Regions from separate parts of the Sus scrofa genome. Here region 2 is linked to region 1. The links are chromatin contacts, called in public Hi-C maps. All regions are on one chromosome and are shown on one strand. Each heading gives the region's core, a stretch centred on a gene start, on an enhancer-like site or on the middle of the called end of the contact. The rest is flanking DNA. Distances are from core to core; before and after follow the strand shown. Region 1 holds the start of PRAM1 (PML-RARA-regulated adapter molecule 1). Region 2 holds the start of MARCH2 (membrane associated ring-CH-type finger 2).

The links. Hi-C and Micro-C count contacts between places; a contact is called where the count stands out from the background.
Region 2: a contact with region 1 is called in a Hi-C map of skeletal muscle, with 5 times the contacts expected there. The contact joins the promoter of MARCH2 here to the promoter of PRAM1 in region 1. A contact is called at or near these places in 2 of 5 promoter capture datasets (fetal liver and liver), 27 of 47 Hi-C or Micro-C datasets (alveolar macrophages, blood, brain and 13 more) and 2 of 2 datasets of contacts at active chromatin or transcription factors (alveolar macrophages and skeletal muscle).

Annotation. Positions count from the first base shown.
Region 1 is chr2:70,801,362-70,805,752 of Sscrofa11.1, reverse strand. PRAM1 (PML-RARA-regulated adapter molecule 1) reads right to left here and starts at 2,661. Exons shown (of 9, transcript XM_021083887.1): 1 at 2,112-2,661. The coding sequence starts at 2,237. It overlaps ZNF414 (zinc finger protein 414), which reads right to left. Exons shown (of 8, transcript XM_021083890.1): 8 at 2,785-3,090. The coding sequence ends at 2,846. It overlaps LOC110259349 (a long non-coding RNA gene), which reads left to right. Exons shown (of 2, transcript XR_002341673.1): 1 at 1-241; 2 at 4,260-4,391.
Region 2 is chr2:70,875,630-70,879,898 of Sscrofa11.1, reverse strand. It overlaps MARCH2 (membrane associated ring-CH-type finger 2), which reads left to right and starts at 2,501. Exons shown (of 5, transcript NM_001244915.1): 1 at 2,501-2,591.

The DNA.
Region 1 (4,391 bases), core at 1,412-3,911:
CACACAGTAAAGATGCTCAGGAACTCTTGAAATAAAGAACATTGAGGACACACAGAGACGGGCACATACTCAGCCACGTCCATTCAGACCATCACGTTCTCATGCAGACGCACACAGAGTAACCCTGAGAAGCCTGGAGGCAAATGTGGGCACAGGACCTCACTGTCCTAGATGCCGAGGACCAGCGGCAGGCCCCCTGGGCACAGGCGTGACCATGGCTGGCACACCAAGTCAGCTCCAGGTACTGTCTGGACCCACCTCTCACCACCAATCCCAAACACAGGAGACCCACAGGTAAGGCCAGGCCTGCTCTGACGGACAAATTCTCCCGGAGATGGCCCTGCCCCAGGCCCCCAAGCCTGGCTCCACCTGGGGTCTAGGAGCTTGGGGCAGGGGAAGGGCAGCACCTCTTGGACGTGGCTCCGCCTGCGCCTCACTGTCCCCCAGCCCAGAGAACAAAGATAGGTGGTGATTCCTGTCGGGAGGCCTTTCGTGAAAGCCCCCAACCCCGGCGGGTTGGGGCAAGGCTCCCTCTGTGACCCCCGGGGCCAGAGAAGTCCAAGTCAGCAGGTCATGCCTTGGGGGATGGCTGGGGAGCGGGGGTGGCCGGCAGCGGGTGCATGACCCACTTTGTCACCCACAGGAAGCCCTTCCTGCTTACCCTGGCTGCCTGTGACCAGGTTGCTGTTCATGCTGACCTGGGGGGTGGGGTGTTGTCTGGGCAGGCCCCCAGTTCCCCTTATAGTCACAGTCTCAGCGGGCCACAGGCCCCTCAGCGCCTGAGCTGTCCCAGAGGTGGGTCCTGACTCCTTCCCATTTCTGGCGTTCGTGTCAGTCATTCCCGCGCCCCGGACAGATCGTCTGCCCCTCTGCCGCCCCCGCTTTTGGAATGTGCCCGCCAGTGTCCACCTGTGGCATCCCTTGCCTCCAGCTGGCCAGTGGGGGACATTCCCAGGGCTTGGAGACTCACCATGGCTGCAGGTGGGTGACGGGCCACGGGGCAAGTGGGATCCAAGCCAGAGCCACCGCCCTCAGGAAGTGACTGCAGCTTCTGCTCCATGGGCCCCGGGCCCCACGGGGTGGGGTCTGCTGGCCAGGCGGGGAGGGCAGAGGAAGGAGAGGAGGCGGGGACAGCCTTGGCCCTTCCTCAGATCCCGTCCCCCTCCCTCCCGCCCCATGCCCTGCTGTGTGCTGACTTCCCGACTCCCTGTGCCAGACCTTGAGGACCTTCTGCCAACAGAGGCAGGCCAAGGCCAAGTCCAGCCAGGGCCTCCGTCGGGGTGGGCGTGGGGGTGGGGGGCGGCCAGTTCTCCGTGGAGCAGGAACATGGTCAGCTCTGGGCTGGGAGAGCCAGCAGCCAAGCGAGTCTGCTGTGTGAGGCCCGCCTACTGACTCTTGTTGCCTCAATCCCCCTTCCTCATTTCAACACTTCCCTTTGGTCCAATTTGCAGCTCTGAGCAGGACTTCCTTGTTACGGGAGAGATGTAACACTGGCCGAGGGCCTGGCCAGGATGGCAGATTTGGTGGAGTTGGGGGGTGGGCGGTGTCCAAGGCCTTTCCTCTGGGAGAGGGAGGGAGTCTGAGGACCACCCCTAGGCTCCCAGAGGATAAGGGAGGGAGGACAATGGGGATGGTTGGGAGGCCAGCGAAGAGGGGGTGAAGGTGGGCAAGACCAGCCCTCTCAGGGTCAGGCCCCGCCAGACCAGGGTAACCCTGACAGCCATGCTCAGTGACTGGGGCTCAGAGAGAAAAGGAGGAAACACCCAAGGAGAAACTTCTATATTGGAGTCGCTAGAGGAGGATACAGAAAGACAGAAGCTGGAGTCTGTGGGTGGTTCAGTGGGTTAAGGATCTGGCGTTGTCACTGCAACAGCTCAGGTCACTGCTATGGCGTGGGTTTGATCCCTGGCCCTGGAACTCCCACATGCCGCAGGTGCAGCCAAAACAAACAAACAAAACCACCAGAAGACAGAAGCTCCCAGCAATTCTGACTTAATTGGCCTGGGGTGTGGCCTGAGTTAACACACCTTCAGGGTGATTCTAACGTGCAGCTGAGAAGCAAGACCCCCTTAAAGTGTAGGCTGTGCCTCAGGTCAGAGGTGGCACCTCACCTCGGATTCTGAAACATCCAGGGGGATGCCCATACTGCTGGTCCGAGGATCACATCTAGAGAAGCAAGAACAGAGAAGTTTCCAGAAGGATCCAGATGAGACAGGGACAGAGGCTGGATGTTGCATTCTTAGCAGATGCCCTTCATTCACCTGTGCCTCGAAAACCACAGGCAGCCACCTCTGCCAATATGTCTGCTTTAAGAGTACAGCTCAGGGGTTCTGGAGCCTCTGCAGCTATGTGTCCCTGTTCCTGCACCAACAGACATGCACCCTGGGTCACGTTCCCAGATGTGGGTTCCCCTCACATCTGGAACAGGAGGCTTGGGAGGCTGGGATGACAAGGTCTGGGTGCTGGAGCAGCTCAGCCTGTTTAACTTGAACCTACAGTTTCGGGTCACCCTGGCCCCTGGGGCAGCTGTGCAAGGTGGGTGGCGCTAGCGTGCACTCATTCATTCTCCCTTCAGACTGGCACTCCTGGGCGCCCTCTGCTGGGTGGAGCTGGGGCCCTAAGAGGACTCCGCTTTCAGGTATTCTGGAGTTGGGGTGGGGGACACTCTGTAGGGGTCATGGCTTGGTTGGCCAGAGGGAGGTCAGGGGCTTCAGGAGCCCAGAGGGGACAGTGGGAGCAGTAAGACTTCCCAGGCAAGCAGACAAAAGCTGGACATGAGTTGGGAGAGGGTGAGGGTTGGAAGGAGTTTTCAGAGTGACCCTGCTCCCTAGGCCTCAAGGTGATTTCAGCTTCTAGAGAAGGCAGTGAGGGGCCGAAGGGGGCCCATGGACCCACTGTACCTATAGGAGGGGCTGTGGCATCTACATGAGTGATGGGATTTGGGGGAGGTACCTGGACAAAGATGTTGGTTCTCTTGGTCTCTCTGGAAAGATCCTAATAGACTGGGAAGTGATGTTGCCTGGATCTGGGGGTGGCTGAGTGAGGGGCTCGATGGGGAGAACTCCTGGGGGCTGGGAATATCCTGGTACCCTGGAGATGGAACAACAGCCCTGTCCCTGGAGACACAGGAAAGGGTGGGCCTAGGGACATATTTCCAAGGGTGTCTAGGGTCCCTGGGAGCGTAGGAAGAGAAGAGAGTACCCTTTGGGCCTCGCTGCTTGGGTTTTCTCCTCAGTGGTACCCGTGCTCAGCTTCCATGGTGGTGCAGAAGCAGTGCGACTTGGAACTGAGCCTGGCTAGGCTGAAGGCTCCATCAGCTTACCCTCCTAGCCTCGCTTTCTCTATCTGTAAAGTGGGCCCTTGACCCACCTCCTTCCCAGGTTCTTGAGAGAGTCCCAGGCAGCCACAGGCTTGGTGGCTGGAGGGATATGAATGAACCACTTGCAAATGTTTCCCAAGCCTTCCACCACCCCTTCCTTTTTTTTTTTTTTTTGGCCACGGCCTGCAGTGGCTTGATGTGGGATCTGGGTTCCCAGGCTAGGGACTGAACCCGGGCTGCAGTGGTGCAAGCGCTGAGTTCTAACCACCAGAACCACCAGGGACCTCCCATCTCCCCACACTTCTTTGGATCCTCACAAGAACTCATCATGCACATTATGACACCCATTTTAAGGACTAGGAAAGTGAGACGCAGAGAGGTTGAATCTTCCCCAGATCATACGGTTGTGGTTTCAAGGCTTCTGGCTGAGAAGGGGGGAACTCAAGGGGGGCCTGGAAGGGCTGGTGGAGTAGACACCTGGCCCGAGCCACCTGAGCCTCAGCTGCAACCCCATCGAGGACACCAAAGCCCTGAAGCCCCTTGTGCCCTTGTGAGGCCAAGGGCAGTGGGGCAGGCAGGCGGGCAGACTGGCCCCTTGGTCGAGGTGGGCCAGGTTCTAAGGGCTCCAAAACCTCCCTACTGCCCTTCCCAGGAGAATCTGAAGGGCTTTTGGAACTTGGAACTGTTGACCTTTGATGAGACATTACAGCTGCACTAGGAGCAGGTGTTTGAGCCATTATCCCAGTTCAGCTACCTGGACGGCTTTGATGCTGGGGACCCTGTCTGACTCTGAGTCTGAGGCCAACACACAGGGGAATGAGGATTCTGAGGACTGGGGGAGGATGGTGAGGGAGGGCAAGGAGGAGATGGGAGGGTGGTGTGGGAGGGATGGGGCCTGGGGACTCCACCCAGGGGGTGACTAGTGTCTTGTTGGCTGCAGATACTGAGGTTGAAGAGGTGGCAGATGACAACTCTGGTAGCTTGGAAGACGGAGGAGGTAAGAAGGGAAGCGGGAAGGGATGGGGACCTGGTCCTTGGGTTCTGGCTCATAGGATGTTTATGTTCCCTAGGA
Region 2 (4,269 bases), core at 1,252-3,751, 74 kb before region 1:
GAACTCCTGGAAAAAATTTCTAATTTTTATTGTAGTTAATTTACAATGTTGTGTTAACTTCTGCTGTACAGCAAAGTGACTCAATTATACATATGTATTCCTTTTTCATATTATTTTCCATTTTATCACAGGATATTGAATATAGCTCCCTGTACTATATAGTAGGACCTTGTTTGTCAATTTTATATATTATAGTTTGTATCCGCCAATCCCAATCTCCCAACCTTCCCTCTCCATCCCCCCATCCCCACCCCTCCCCCTGCCCCAGCATTCACAAGTCTGTTTTCTTTGTCTGTGAGTCTGGGAATCTGCATATGCGGAGGGTGTGGCCCTTAAAAGCAAAAAAAAAAAAAAAAAAAAAAAAAAAAGTGACTGGTTAGTTATTTATTAGTTAAAATGCATGGATTTTTTTTTATTATTATTACTCAATGAAAAAGCATGGGTTTAACTCCCTTATTGCAGCCAAACTTTCCAGTATTGTGCCCAGTGTGGGTGGAATGAAACAAGAGGCTTATATCTTCTGGGACTGAGTCTTGGCCAGTATATCTAGGAATTTGGTTACACACTGGGGAGAAGGGAAGGGGGGAATGAGCAAATGCACTAAGGATCCTGGGAACCAGGTTTTTCATAGTCACGGAAGGACTTTAGAAACACGTAAATGGACTGAAATGAACCTTGGTGTTGAGTTAGAATTAGAGGTATTCGTGTGCACTTCTGGATTTAAAGAGATAAGTTAATATAGGTACATACATATCACAATGAGAGAGGCAAGAATTAATGGTAGTGGAGTTCCTGTTGTGGATCAGAGGTAACGAACCTGACTATTATCCATGAGGACACAGGTTTGCTCCCTGGCCCCGCTCAGTGGGTTTAGGATGCAGTGTTGCCGTGAGCTGTGGTGTATGTTGCAAAAGCAGCTCAGATCTGGCATTGCTGTGGCTACATCTCCAATTCAGCCCCTAGCCTGGTAACTTCCCTATGCCATGGGTGCAGCCCTAAAAAAAAAAAAAAAAGAATTAATGGTAGTAATGAGCACAACTGACACCCTGATCTTGGTTTCTAAATAGTATTCTCCACTGAAAAGAAGGAAAAGTCCTTGGAGAAATGGTTGATTTCAGAACTGGGACAGGTAAAATTTCAAGAAAATGCCACCCTGGGGAACCTTGTTAAACTAGTAAGGAAGTACGAAAAGATGGAATTAGAAATATCATCATTTATCAACCATCATCTTATAGAAGAGACAGGCAGGGCTGAGACCTCCATGCCACTCCCTTTTTCCTGCCTTCATTGATGATGTGATGCCTGGAGCCACAGCAACCATCTTGCTACCATGAGAAAAAGGCCATGAAGTTCTCCTGTGGCCCAGTGGGCTAAGGATCCAGCATTGTCACTGTTGTGGTGTGGGTTTGATCCCTGGCCTGGGAATTTCCCTCTGCCTTTGGTCTGCCCATAAAACAATAAAAAAAAGTATCTAGCTTCTATCTTTGTTTCCTCTATTCTACTTCCTTCTATAGGTGATCTTTTTAAAAATGTTATAATTTATCATTTCACTTTTGAAAAATATAAGTACAACATGAAAGAACTTACCTAATGTAATTGAGCTGATTTACATATTCAGCAAAGGTGAGGAAGGGGGAGAAAGGAGTATTGAGACAATTCTCCATCCCACCTCAGGCTCTTTGCATGTGCTGAAATTTACCTAGGATTCTTTCCCCCTCTTTTCTCCTTGTGAACCTCTACTCACACCTTAGTTGTCAGTTCAAGTATTTTTGGACTTTCCAAATAGTCCATGATATGCCTCCCTCACTTACTACAATTTACCACCTTCGTAGTTAAATAATTACGTAACTGGCTGTTTAATGTCTGTCTCACTCCCTAGGTTGAGGTTCCAGAAGGCAATAATATTTGCGTTACTCAGCATTGCGTCCACAGCGCCTAGCACAGTGTCCCACTCGTAATAGACCCTCTCAATGGATGTTTTTTACATCTAGTGAATGAATCTATTACATGCATTAATGAATGTGAATGATGAATAAATGAGATTGGCTTTGACCTTCCAGGTCCCCTCTCTAGACTTCTGCTTCCTCTCTGTAAAATGTGATCGGATGTTTCATCCCTCCCCCAGGACTGATAAGGAGCTTAAAGGAGGTGATTGACACTTACAAATCCCTTTGCCTGTGTCAAGCTGAATTTTGTAACGGTTTTATTTATCAGCAAGCTCTAGTCGTCTGCAGGTGGCGCCACCAGCCCCGCGGGTACCCGGAGTCAGGATGGGGCGGGGCCGAGTCTGGGGCGGAGCCAGGACGCAGCAGGGGCGGAGCCAGTAGCTCCTGCGCCGCGGAGCCTGTGCGGCCCAGGACGTCCCTGTCGCCTCTGACCCCGCCTCCTAGGGCGGGACGTGCAAGGCAATTGGCCAGCATAGACGAGAGGCGGTCGCCATTGGTCCGTGGCACCGTCGGCTCGGCGGGCGGTGTCCGGACGCAGGTGCCGGCGGAGCGGAGCTAGCGGCGCTGACGGGACCGGCCGGGCCGGGACCAGGGCCGGGGCGAGCGGAGGGGCCTGCGCGGCTGCCCGGCCCGGCCGCGGATCAGGTAGGCACGGGCGAGAGGATGGGACCAGGGGGTGCCGATCCGCGGGCCGGCCCCTAGTTTGAGGCCCGAGCCTGACCCCCAGGCGGGACCGCCGGAGTCGGACCCTCGGCCTCAGCCTTCCCAGGGACTAAGGGATCGCAATTTCCCTTTCGGAGACGGCAGGAGGTCCCCCGGAGTCGGACACACAGTAGGTGTCTCTCTGAGTTGGATTTTCTTATCCATGAAACCGGGTCATCCCAGCGCCAACCTAATGGGGCTGTTGGGAGGATTCCGGAGGTGGCAAATGAGGAAAGCGCTGTGCACACAGTAGGCGATCAGTAAGTGACAAGTCACCTTCCCCAACCTCCTTTTCAGAGGAAATTGTAAATAGAATAACACAGGCACTTGCTTAGCAGAGTGCCTGGCTGTTAGAGGGTGCTCAAAACGGGATAGCCAGAATTTATAGGATTAGCTCATTTTGTCCTCTAGGGACAATATTAGGTAGAAGTACTAAAAATGTTTCCTGCTATATGGATGAAGAAATCAAGGCTCAGAGTGGTCTAGTCTTTTGCCCAGGGCTACAAAACAACTAAAGATCAGAGCTGGGCTTAGAACCTGGCCTCGGTACAGGGCCATGCAAGTACTGAAGGGCACATGGGAGCTTCTCTGTGGTAAGTGAAGAAAAATGAATGCATTTCTTAGGCTCCACATTTAACCTAAAACAACAACAACAACAACAACAACAAACTAATGAGCATTTGTTGAGTGCTTACTGTATGCCAGGCACTGGCTGTGCCTTGTCTCATCAAACCTTGTCAACAGCTCTATATGCTGATGACAGTAATTAAACTAAAAGCTAATATTTATCAACTCATTCTTATTTATGCGTGTAAGAGCTGGAACCCCCATTATACAGAAGAGAAAAACCGAGGCCCAGAGAGTGAAGCAGCTGTACTGAGATGATACTGTGGGGAGTTAGGGTCCTCTGACTTTTCTTCCCTCAGTTTCCTGCCCTCAAATAAAGGAGGCTGGGTGGGTGTGGAAAGGTTGAGCCCAGGGCAAGTTTTGCTGGAGGAATTGAACCTGGGAGCTTCTTCTCAGGAAACCCCTCAGCAGACACAGTCCACTAGCTTTGCAAACTTATCTGACAGAGGGGAAGGATGAGGTCCAGAGAAGCTCAGTGACTTGTCCCAGGAGATACAGCATCAGCAACAGAGTCAGGACCTAAAAGAACCCAGGTCTTTTCAGTCCCAGAACCACTCACTAGATGAAGTTCAAATCTTGACACTGTCCGTCTTAGCTGTGAGATCTTGGGCAAGTAGTTGCCCCTCTCTGAGCCTCAGTCTCCTCACCAATCCAATGGAGGTAATTATTGGACTTAGGTCATAGGTTTGTTGTGAAGACTTAATGAAATCCATCTCCAGTTGTTGGGCCAAGTTTGATTCGCTCTCCCATTCCAGCAGCCTCAGAGCCAAGTCCAGCCTGCAGCCACCCTATCCTTGCATCCAGCCTTGAGTTTGGCCTCTTCCAAGTCCAAGCCTCTGTGGTCTTCACAGATATCTAGCCTTTAAATATCTCTGATTCCCATCATGGGTTCTTTCAGACCAGTGTCTGGGGAGCAAGAGACCTGGCTCTCTTACCCTGCTCTTACACAGAATAGGGACTGAGAAATGAATGCAGCAACTCTCTGCCAGACACA